2 separate regions of the Pan troglodytes genome follow, and region 1 is linked to region 2. Evidence: chromatin contacts called from public HiChIP or PLAC-seq data. All regions are on one chromosome and are shown on one strand. The core of a region is the stretch at or near the end of the contact, and the rest is flanking DNA. Distances in the headings are between cores, read along the strand shown.

Region 1 (5,485 bases), core at 1,732-4,231, 100 kb before region 2:
GAACAAGGTAATCTAAGTAGACAGTAGCAGTCAGGATTCAACCATCTATCTACCCCAGAACCTATACTCAAACCACTTTTTCCTGAATGAGTAATATGATCATTCCTTAAAGTGAACCATCCAGAGAAGCAGATTTGGAGAGAGAAATAAAGAGACTGGATTTGAGCATGCTGAATATATGAAGTCTGCGAAATATTCAAGCAGGATAATTTGGTAAACACGTGAACACCAGGTCTGATGCATCGACTGGAAATCTAGCCCCAAGAACACCAACATTTAAGGGACATCAGGAAGAGGAGCCACCAAAAAGCCTGAGAAGCAGCAGCCACAGAAGTAGGAGACAAGGAGCCTGGGAATGAATGGCTTTTCAACAAACTGATATTCAACTTCACACACACAGGCATGCCCATTAAACTGTACTGAAGTACCAAAGATCAAAGCTTGACAGCACATGTGTTGGAAAACAGGCACTCCCATACACTGCTGGTGGGACCATATACATGTACGATTTTGACAGAGGGCTATTTGGAACAGCTCACAAAATTACAGATGAACATACCCTCTGAGCCAGCAACTTAATTTCTAGGAATTTATCCTACAAATGGCAATGGTATTAATAAAAATATTAAGTAACCCTTTTTTTTTTTTTGAGACAAGGTCTCACTCAGTGCCACTGCACTGGCACAATCTTGGCTCACTACAACCTCCACCTCCCAGGCTCAAGTGATCCTCCTATACATAAGCCTCCCAAGTAGCTGGGAATAAAGGTGCATGCCACCATACCCAGCTAATTTTTGTACTTTTCTTGTAGAGAAAAGAACATGGTTTCGCCATGTTCCCCAGGCTAGTCTCAAACTAAGCTCAAGCAATCTGCTGGCCTCAGCCTACCAAAGCGCTGGGATTATAGGCGTGAGTCACTGCGCCTGGCATAAATAACCCTTAAAGGAATTAATATGTGCCATTAATAGGTCCAGGTGCAGTAGCTGTAATCTCAGCACTTTGGGAGGCCAAGGCAGGCAGATTACCTGAGGTCAGGAGGCCAGACCACCCTGGCCAACATGGTGAAATCTCATCTCTACTAAAATACAAAAAGTTAGCTGGGCGTGGTGGCACATGCCTATAGTACCAGCTACTCGGGAGGCTGAGGCAGGGGAACTGCTTGAACCAGAGAGGCGGAGGCTGCAGTGAGCCGAGATCGCACCTCTGCACTCCAGCCTGGCAACACAGCAAGACTCCGTCTCAAAAAAAAAAAAAAAAAAGAAGAAAATGAGCCGGGCGCGGTGGCTCACGCCTGTAATCCCAGCACTTTGGGAGGCCAAGGCGGGCACATCATCTGAGGTCGGAAGTTCAAGACCAGCCTGACCAACATGGAGAAACCCTGTCTCTACTAAAAATACAAAATTAGCTGGGCGTGGTGGCGCATGCCTGTAATCCTAGCTACTCGGGAGACTGAGGCAAAAGAATCGCTTGAACCTAGGAGGTGGAAGTTGCAGTGAGCTGAGCACACCACTGCACTCCAGCCTGGGCAACAAGAGTGAAACTCCATCTCAAAAAAAAAAGAAAAAAGAAAATGAAACCAGGTAGTGCAGCTCCACTCCTACAAGTGCAAAGTGGATGACCTATGTAGGAGATTATTCAGTGCAACCTTATATCTGATCTTGCTGAGCTTTAGTTAAAAGCTCAGAAGTGGTAATGACATGAGGTGGGGGCAGGGAGCAGGTTCACCTAATCAAGCCAGAAAGCAAGGCAAGTTACTAGAGATGAAATGGAAGTACTTTTTCCATAGTGTTCCTGGGAAGGGCAAGGAAGGGAACCTGACATTTATTGAGCATTTAAGTTCTATAATAAGGACTAAAAATTTCATATGATTTAGGATATACAGCTCTCATGGAGACAGCCTGAATAAAAGTCTTTTGAAGAACACCCCAAGGTAAAGGGGTGGTGACTCATTTTCCAGGATCTGCAGACTGTGACCCAGGAAACCCTTTGCCATGCCTCACCAAATGTTGATGCATCTCTTCCACACTTGCTCCCGGTGATGGATGAAGGCAGTTCTTGTGCCATGGTCCAGCCTTCCAGGGGTCTTTAGGGGATCCTTGGTCAGTTGTAGGACAGGAAGATTGATCCACTATAGCACAAAAGTGAGGGGTGTGACGGTGAGTCAGTCTCTTCCCAAATCTTTAATTCCGTGCCATCTCCAACCCACCGCTGGGCTAAGTATAAGAGATTCCAGAGGTCTGTTTCCCATTTCCACAAAGCTAACACTTGTGAGAATGGGAAACAAGTCTTAGCTCCCGTATCTGTGCAACTAGAATAATATTTCATAGGGTTGCTGTGATTATGAAACCATATAACATTTTTAGAAAACACCTGAATCAGCCTCTTTCTTACATAGCAAACGCTCAATAAATGTCAGTTTCCCTTCCTTGTCCTTCCCAGGAACACCATGGAAAAAAGTTCCATGTTGTATCCTTCTGATCCTCCCCAGATACTGTCCCCAACTTTTAGATAGTTCTCCCGCATCCTCACACTCCCTAGATTCTCCCTCATTCTCTCCAGGCCTCCCCCACAGCTCCTTAACCGTTCCCCCGTTATACTCCAATCCCAGTCCTAAAACAGATTCCAGCCCTTCTAGTCTCCTGCCGGGACCAAGCTGTTTCCACTCCGCCAGACTCTGTGACCCTGCCCCTGTCACACTGCCTCCTTTCCCCAGTAGTCCCCGACTCCGCCCCCATGCCTGTAGGTCTCCTCCCTCCTCGCCCTGGCCACCTGGCCCCGGAAGTCGGGGGGCGGGCTCTCATAGCTACTGCCCGTCACCAGCTCGTTATTGTGCTCATATAGGGTGACTTGACCCCGAGGCGGTGGAGGAGGGAACAACCCCATAGAGCACATCTTGCCGGTTCGCAGGACGTCTGCAGTCGGCAAACTCCTGGCCGGAACGGCACAGACCGCACTCCCGCAACTCGGTTCCCGGGCTAGATTCGTATGCGGACGGGTAGCCGCAAGGGACAAACGGCGAGGCGGAACTCAACGGAAGTGAAGAAAAGACGAACGGGAAAGAAGGACGAGTACGCGGTCCCGGGACAGACCGCCAAAGCTTCTTCCTGCGCCCCCTGGCGGCCGGAGGGGGAGCAGCGCGGACACGTCCCCCGGCCAACCGTTGGTTACCAGACTGGAGTGGGGTTTTTTTCTGTTGTTTTCCATGAGACTACCGTTTTTCCCAGCTCCGAATTCCCGAACACCTTCTCCCACTCACTATCTTAGCGCTTAGAAAGCCCGAAATAAGCCACATTCAGGGAAGTACCAAATTAACCCTCCCAGGCCTGTGGATCACCCAGAGGAAAATACAGGCTATGTCACAGGCAGCTGGCTGGAAAGCTGAGGGAAAAGCCTCAGAGAGGAGGAACAGTGCTGCACCCACACGGTTAGGCGTCCTGGAAAGGGAGGTGGGGACGGTTGGAAAACTAACATTTCCTGCCAGGCGCGGTGGCTCACGCCTGTAATCCCAGCACTTTGGGAGGCCGAGGTGGGTGGATCATCTGAAAGGAGTTCGCAGACTAGCCTGGCCAACATGCTGAAAACCCCATCTATACTAAAAATACAAAAATTAGTCGGGCGTGGTGGCGGGCACCTGTAATCCCAGCTAATCGGGAGGCTGAGGCAGGAGAATCTCTTGAACTCCGGAGGGGGAGGTTGCAGTGAGCCAAGATCGCACCATTGCACTCCAGCCTGGGTAACAAGAGGGAAACTTCGTCTCAAAAAGGAAAACTTTATTTTATTTTATTTTTTTGAGAGACAGGGTCTCGCTCTATTGCCCAGGATGAAGGCAGTGGTGTTATCTCAGCTCACTGCAACCTCTGCCTCCCCGGTTCAAGCGATTATCCTGCCTCAACCTCTGGAGTAGCTGGGATTACAGGCATGCTTCACCACGCCCAGCTAAGTTTGTATTTTTAGTAGAGACGAGGTTTTACCATGTTGGCCAGGCTGGTCTCAAACTCCTGACCTCAAGTGATCTGCCTGCTTTGGCCTCCCAAAGTGCTGGGATTACAGGCCTGAGCCACCTTGCCGGGCTGCAAAACTATTTCCTGAGCACTTGTTACGATAAGTGCTTTTATAATCTTTACAACCCCATAAGGTGGGTGCTGTTCTGTCACCATGAGGAAAGTGAGTCACAGAGAGATTGGACCTAGATACACCCAAACCAGTTATTCTCACTTAAGAATAAAAGTGAGGCTGGGTGTGGTAGCTCACACCTGTAATCCCAGCACTTTGGGAGGCCGAGGCTGATCTCTTGAGCCCAGGAGTTCAAGACCAGCTTGGGCAAAATAGCAAGACCCTGTATCTACAAAAAATTCAAAAGTTAGCCAGCGTGGTGGTGGCAAGCGTCTTTAGTCCAGCTACTCAGAAGGCTGAGATAGGAGAATCCAGACTGCAATGATCCAAGATAGCACCACTGCACTCCAGCCTGGGTCAAAGAGCGAGACCCTGTCAAGCAAGCCAGAGAGAAAGAGCCGGGCGCAGTGGCTCACGCCTGTAATCCCAGCACTTTGGGAAGCTGAGGTGGGCTGATCCCCTGAGGTCGGGATTTCGAGACCAGCCTGACCAACATGGAGAAACCCCATCTCTACTAAAAAATACAAAACTAGCCAGGCATTGTGGTGCATGCCTGTAATCCCAGCTACTCGGGAGGCTGAGGCAGGAGAATCCCTTGAACCTGGAAGGCGGAGGTTGCAGTGAGCAGAGATCGCGCCACTGCACTCCATCCAACCTGGGCAACAAGAGCGAAACTCCGTCTCAAAAAAAAAAACAAAAAACAAAACAAAACAAAAAAAAACGGGAGGGAAGGGAGAGGGAGAAAGGAAAGAAAGAAAGAGAATGGGGGCCCCTCTTACAGACTTTGGAAAAAACATTGAATTCTTTGAGTCTCACTTTTCTCATTTGCAGTGTCCTAATTATTTCATATGGTTGTTTTCCATACAAAATAATAAAATGAAGCTATTTAATAAATTTTAAAGTGCTAAACAAATGTCAGAGGTTAATAGCTATAACTGTGCCATCAACTAGGTGACCTTGGTCAGAGTTCATTAACAAATGTTAAGTGATTTGAAGATGTAGAAGGCTGTCCCCACTCCCAAGAGCTACCAGTCTCATTGAATAATCTAGGGGGCATTTAGTTCTAGTATTCTGGATTCCGTGTCTGCCCTTCTTTTTCACCTGAAAAATTCCCCCCAAGAGAGTTACTACCAGGTCAGAAAACAAAGGGCTCCAGAGTCTCCTGAAAATGCACTTCACCTGAGAAGGCAAGTGGCTCTCCTCTAATCTAGTACTTCTCAACTGTTAAGGGACATAGGAATCACCTGAGCATCTCCTAAGGTGGCGCTCAGAGGCTATAGTTCCAAAGAATCCCCAGCTGATACTGCACAGACCACATTTTAAGTAGCAAGGCTCTAACCTAGCGGTCCCCAACTTTTTGGCACCAGGTTTA
Region 2 (5,486 bases), core at 1,848-4,347:
AGGAGTTTGAAACCAGCCTGGCCAACATAGTGAAACCCCATCTCTACTAAAAATACAAAAAATTAGCCAGACATGGTGACAGGCATCTGTAATCCTAGCTACTTGGGAGGCCGAGGCAGGAGAATTGCTTGAACCCAGGAGGCGGAGGTTGCAGTGAGCGGAGATTGCACCACTTTACTCCAGCCTGAATGACAGAGTGAGACTCCGTCTCAAAAAAAAGGAAAATTTTTAAAAAAAAAAATATAGGTGGGGGTCTCGCTATGTTACCCAGGGGGACTCCTGGCCTCCCAAAGTACTGGGATTACAGACATGAACCACAGCGCCCAGCCTCTATCACCATCTTAACTCTAAAACCTAACAGCCTAGAGCAGGTATAGTTCCCATAAACCTGACTGGAATGTTTCTATCTTGGAAAGAATTAGTTATCCGAAGCTTTGGGTGAAGAGACTGCCTTTCTGCCTGATCCTTACGCTGCTCCCACTCTGGAGTAGATAGTCTCCTGAGACATTCCAGACACAAGAAGCTATTTTACCTTCAAATCTCCCCTCACACCCCACCACACACACCACCCCAGACTTATCTGATCTGGGGCTAGTGAAGGAAAGTAGCTGGAAGCACAACATTCCATCTCACTGGCAAGGCCCTGCAGACTCCTGGAAGGGTCCAAAGAAGGATGGGCGGCTATCTCTAGCCCTGGTCATTCCTCCCGCTGCTGTTTCACAACTACTGGAACTTTTACTATCTCTTCCTTTCATGCAGGTTTCCCAGAAGAAAGACCCCAGAATCAAAAAGTCAGTACTCAAGCTGGGCGCAGTGGCTCCCGTCTGTAATCCCAGCACTTTGGGAGGCCGAGGGGGGCGGATTACCTGAGGTCAGGAGTTTGAGACCAGCCTGGCCAACATGGCGAAACCCCGTCTCTACTAAAAATACAAAAATTAGCCGGGCGTGGTGGTATGCGCCTGTAGTCCCAGCTACTCAGGAAGCTGAGGCCGGAGAATCGCTTGAACCCGGTAGGCAGAGGTTGCAGTGAGCCGAGATCGCACCACTGCACTCCAGCCTGGGTGACAGAGCGAGACTCCGTCTCAAAAAAAAAAAAAAAAAAAAAAAAAAAAAAAAATTTCGGTACTCAGACTGTCCTCCCTGGTCTAAGCCAGATCATTCCAAGAAAGGGTTTCCAGGCAGCCACTAGGGGGACAGAAAGCTAGGGAAACAGAGAACAAGTCCCCTCTGACTCTTAATTCTCAAGGAGCCAGTGGCTCACAGGTGTGGAAGTGATTACCTATTTCTGTTGTTTCTTACTCTGGGAAAGAGTCTGGTGGAGTTGGACTCCTCTGTCTCTACTGCAGAACAAGCCATAGCCCTCTCCTCCCACCTCCATGCTGAAACTCCACATCCTGTGCCCGCCCTTCACATTTTATAGTCCCTGAAGCTTGGTAAATGTAGGAGGTATACTATAAGTATTAGTCATCAGAGGAGGTACTTTCTGCCCTCTCACCGCAGCAGGGAATTTCTCCTCTGCTGACCTCTGGTGGTGATAGTATGAACTGTACCCTCCCTTTTTAGTTAGTGGCCTGTTGGCAGGTAATGATGCATATTTTCTCAACAATTTAAATTCAAATGTCCAAGTATAGTATTAAGTGGTAATTTTTTTTTTCATTGTTGAATTTTGTACATCTTTCAGGCAGTATGGTGTAATACAAAGAATAGAGCCGGCCGGGTGCGGTGGCTCACGCCTGCAATCCCAGCACTTTGGGCGGCCGAGGCGGAGGGATCACGAGGTTAAGAGATCGACACTTCGGCCGGGTGCGGTGGCTCACGCCTGTAATCTCAGCACTTTGGAAGGCCGAGGCGGGCGGATCACGAGGTCAGGAGATCAAGACCATCCTGGCTAACACGGTGAAAACCCGTCTCTACTAAAAATACAAAAAATTAGCCGGGCGTGGTGGCGGCCGCCTGTAGTCCCAGCTGCTCAGGAGGCTGAGGCAGGAGAATGGCGTTAACCCGGGAGGCAGAGCTTGCAGTGAGCCGAGATCGCGCCACTGCACTCCAGCCTGGGCGACAGAGCAAGACTCCGTCTCAAAAAAAAAAAAAAAAAAAAGATCGACCCCATCCTGGCCAACATGGTGAAACTCCGTCTCTACTAAAAGTACAAAAATAATAATAAAAATAAGACTAGAACCTGGACTTTGGAGTCAGACCTGCCTAAGTTCAAATTCCAGCTCTGCTATTTCCTAGCTGAATGACTTTGGGCGACTTACGCAAGTTCAGTTTTCTTACCTATAAAATGGAAATAATAAAAATAATAGGCCAGGCACAGTGGCTCACACTTGTAATCCCAGCACTTTGGGAGGCCAAGGCGGGCAGATCACGAGGTCACGGATCGAGACTATCCTGGCCAACATGGTGAAACCCTGTCTCTACTAAAAATACAAGAATTAGCTGGACATGGTGGTGCGTGTCTGTAATCCCAGCTACTCGGGAGGCTGAGGCAGGAGAATCGCTTGAACCAGGGAGTCAGAGGTTGCAGTGAGCCAAGATGGCACCACTGCACTCTAGCCTGGTGACAGAGCGACACTCGGTCTCAAAAAATAAATAAATAAAATAATAATAATAAATATTTCAGGGGAGAATTAGATGAGATGATTGTAAAATGCATAGCCCTAGCTGTGCCCCAGCACATAGTAGGTGCTTGATAAGAAATTTGTTGCCTCCTTAATAATGGGTATTTGTTCAGCCTGTGAACCAATGTGTTTTTGTTTTTTTTTTAAGTAAAATCCACGGCTAGGCATGGTGGCTCACGCCTATAATCCCAGCACTTTGGGAGGCCGAGGCAGGCAAATCACCTGAGGTAAGGAGTTCGAGACTAGCCTGGCTGACATGGTGAAACCCCGTCTCTACTAAAAATACAAAAATTAGCCGGGTGTGGTGGCAGGCGCCTGTAATCCCAGCTACTCAGGAGGCTGAGGCAGGAGAATCGCTTGAACCCAGGAGGCGGAGGTTGCAGTGAGCTGCGATTGTGCCACTGCACTCCAGCCTGGGGGAGAAGAGCGAGACTCCGTCTCAAAAAAAAAAAAAAAAAAAATCCACATAGCAAAATTTACCATTGTTACTGTTTTCAATGTGTTTTTTAAAAATTCAGGTAAGTTTTGTATACTTTCTGATTCTTAAGTTGGAAAACAAGGTAACCTCTAATATGGGCTGTGAGGACTTCCTCTGCCCAAGCAGTTGCAGATATGAACCCTGAATATAAAGAAATCTTAGGCTAGAAAGGATCTTGGGCAGAGCTGAATGGCTCTAAGCATTTGACCTCACATTGGTTTCCTCCTGAGAAGAGTCAACAGAGTCCAGCATCTTCTTCCAAGGTCAGGGAAGGGCAAAGATTTGAAATTAGGCATCACTGGGTTCTCAGCTGGGCCTCCAAGTTCCCCTCCTCTCACTATGCAGAGCAAAGAGGAGGTTGCAGAAGAGAAGAGGATATGAGATTGGTTCTCTGCTCCTCCCTTTCTTTCCCTGCTTTCCCCACACCCACCCTCTCCCCCACAGCAGCCTTCTCCCCCACAGAGGCTGGGATAGGATGAGGGGGGCGGAGTTGGGGACTGAGGGATCAGAAGCCCCAGGATGCCCTGTATCTGAAGAAAGATTTGGCCAGGGGCAGCTGTGCTGGCTTATGCTCTCCTCCTGCTGCTGCTGCCATCCTCCAGCAAGATGCTAGGGTCTTTGGGGCTTTGGGCATTACTTCCCACAGCTGTGGAAGGTAAGTGTCTACAGGGAGGGGAAGGGTCTCTCCATCCATCCAGCGAGGGAAAGGGGTGCTTGAAGCAAGAGCCACCCCTTTGGAAGAGTGGTGAGTGGGCTGGGTGAGTAAGGGTGAAGGATAGAGCCATGTGTCCCCATGGCAGGGCTCAGGTTCCAGGCCTCTGCTGACCCTGCTTCCTCCTGTGGCTTTACCATACTGATGCTGGGATGTGAAACATGTTTTGTCTATTCTTTTGGCCAGTTTTTTGCCTCTGCATTCACTCCCACCTTGAATCTTTTCCTTTCCCCACCCTGGGCCTCAGCACCCCCAAACAGGCGAACCTGTGTGTTCTTTGAGGCCCCTGGAGTGCGGGGAAGCACAAAGACACTGGGAGAGCTGCTAGATACAGGCACAGAGCTCCCCAGAGCTATCCGCTGCCTCTACAGCCGCTGCTGCTTTGGGATCTGGAACCTGACCCAAGACCGGGCACAGGTGGAAATGCAAGGTGAATGGCAAAGTATATGGCAGGTGATAGCTAGGGTGGGAGACAGAGACATCCTGGGGTGTGGGTGGCAACCAAGGGGGAAGGGGAGAAATAGAACATCTGGTGGGAAAGAAAAGCCCATGAGAGATGGAAGGGACGCCTCTGATAGAGAAGGGATTTACCCTCTGTTTCCACACCCCATTGTGCTTTCTTCCTTGCCCCCCCTTTCTCTCCTCTTCCCCTAATCCCATCCCATCAGGATGCCGAGACAGTGATGAGCCAGGCTGTGAGTCCCTCCACTGTGACCCAAGTCCCCGAGCCCACCCCAGCCCTGGCTCCACTCTCTTCACCTGCTCCTGTGGCACTGACTTCTGCAATGCCAATTACAGCCATCTGCCTCCTCCAGGGAGCCCTGGGACTCCTGGCTCCCAGGGTCCCCAGGCTGCCCCAGGTAGCCACCCAAGGGTACTGAAGCCTGATGGGGGCTGGGGCCCAGGTTAGGATGAGAGGTGGAACCAGGGCCAGTTCTCACCCTACTCCCGCCCCACACTTTCCTCCTCCTGGCCTTGGGAAGTTGGTTGCCCTGGTGACTGGGAGATAAGGGGTCTTGTGACCAGGGTGGGGGTGGGTTGAGACGCAAGCTCTCAGGAGGGGAAGAGCAGAGAGCAGGTTTGGGTCAGTGCTCTCCAGCCTGCATTCTTGCCTTGATGTCCAGGTGAGTCCATCTGGATGGCACTGGTGCTGCTGGGGCTGTTCCTCCTCCTCCTGCTGCTGCTGGGCAGCATCATCTTGGGTACTAATCCACCCCATCCCTCCCTTGTGACCCCAAGACATTGCCCCAAAAGCTCTGACCCCTCTCCAGGCACCCCTGACCCCATGGTCTTGGGATCTCTATAGCCTGATTCCCAGACTCCCATGACCTCTCACAAAGCTCCCTTTCCACAAAGTCCCTTTTCCTGTCCCTATGCATTTGCACCCTGACCCTAAGGCTCTTGTCTGTTCCAGCCCTGCTACAGCGAAAGAACTACAGAGTGCGAGGTGAGCCAGTGCCAGAGCCAAGGCCAGACTCAGGCAGGGACTGGAGTGTGGAGCTGCAGGAGCTGCCTGAGCTGTGTTTCTCCCAGGTGCCCCAGGGAGGGAGAGAAGGGCTCCTCTGGGCACTCCTGGAGGTTGTGCTGGGGAGGAATCCTGGCCCTGTTATAGCTCAGAGGCCCACACTCAGCACAGTGTCCCTACCAGGTAATCCGGGAAGGAGGTCATGCAGTG

What was found. HiChIP or PLAC-seq counts read pairs in DNA pulled down with a chosen protein or histone mark.
Region 1: an H3K4me3 HiChIP or PLAC-seq map of stem cell-derived excitatory neurons shows a contact between it and region 2, with 8 times the contacts expected there. The contact joins the promoter of AAAS here to the promoter of AMHR2 in region 2. A contact is called at or near these places in 1 of 7 Hi-C or Micro-C datasets (stem cell-derived neural progenitor cells) and 1 of 1 datasets of contacts at active chromatin or transcription factors (stem cell-derived excitatory neurons).

Annotation. Positions count from the first base shown.
Region 1 is chr10:42,542,611-42,548,095 of NHGRI_mPanTro3-v2.0_pri, reverse strand. It overlaps AAAS (aladin WD repeat nucleoporin), which reads right to left and starts at 2,981. Exons shown (of 16, transcript NM_001246431.2): 1 at 2,770-2,981; 2 at 2,001-2,128. The coding sequence starts at 2,892.
Region 2 is chr10:42,438,737-42,444,222 of NHGRI_mPanTro3-v2.0_pri, reverse strand. It overlaps AMHR2 (anti-Mullerian hormone receptor type 2), which reads left to right and starts at 3,097. Exons shown (of 9, transcript XM_054663294.2): 1 at 3,097-3,754; 2 at 4,059-4,241; 3 at 4,480-4,671; 4 at 4,936-5,013; 5 at 5,226-5,344; 6 at 5,460-5,486. The coding sequence starts at 3,706.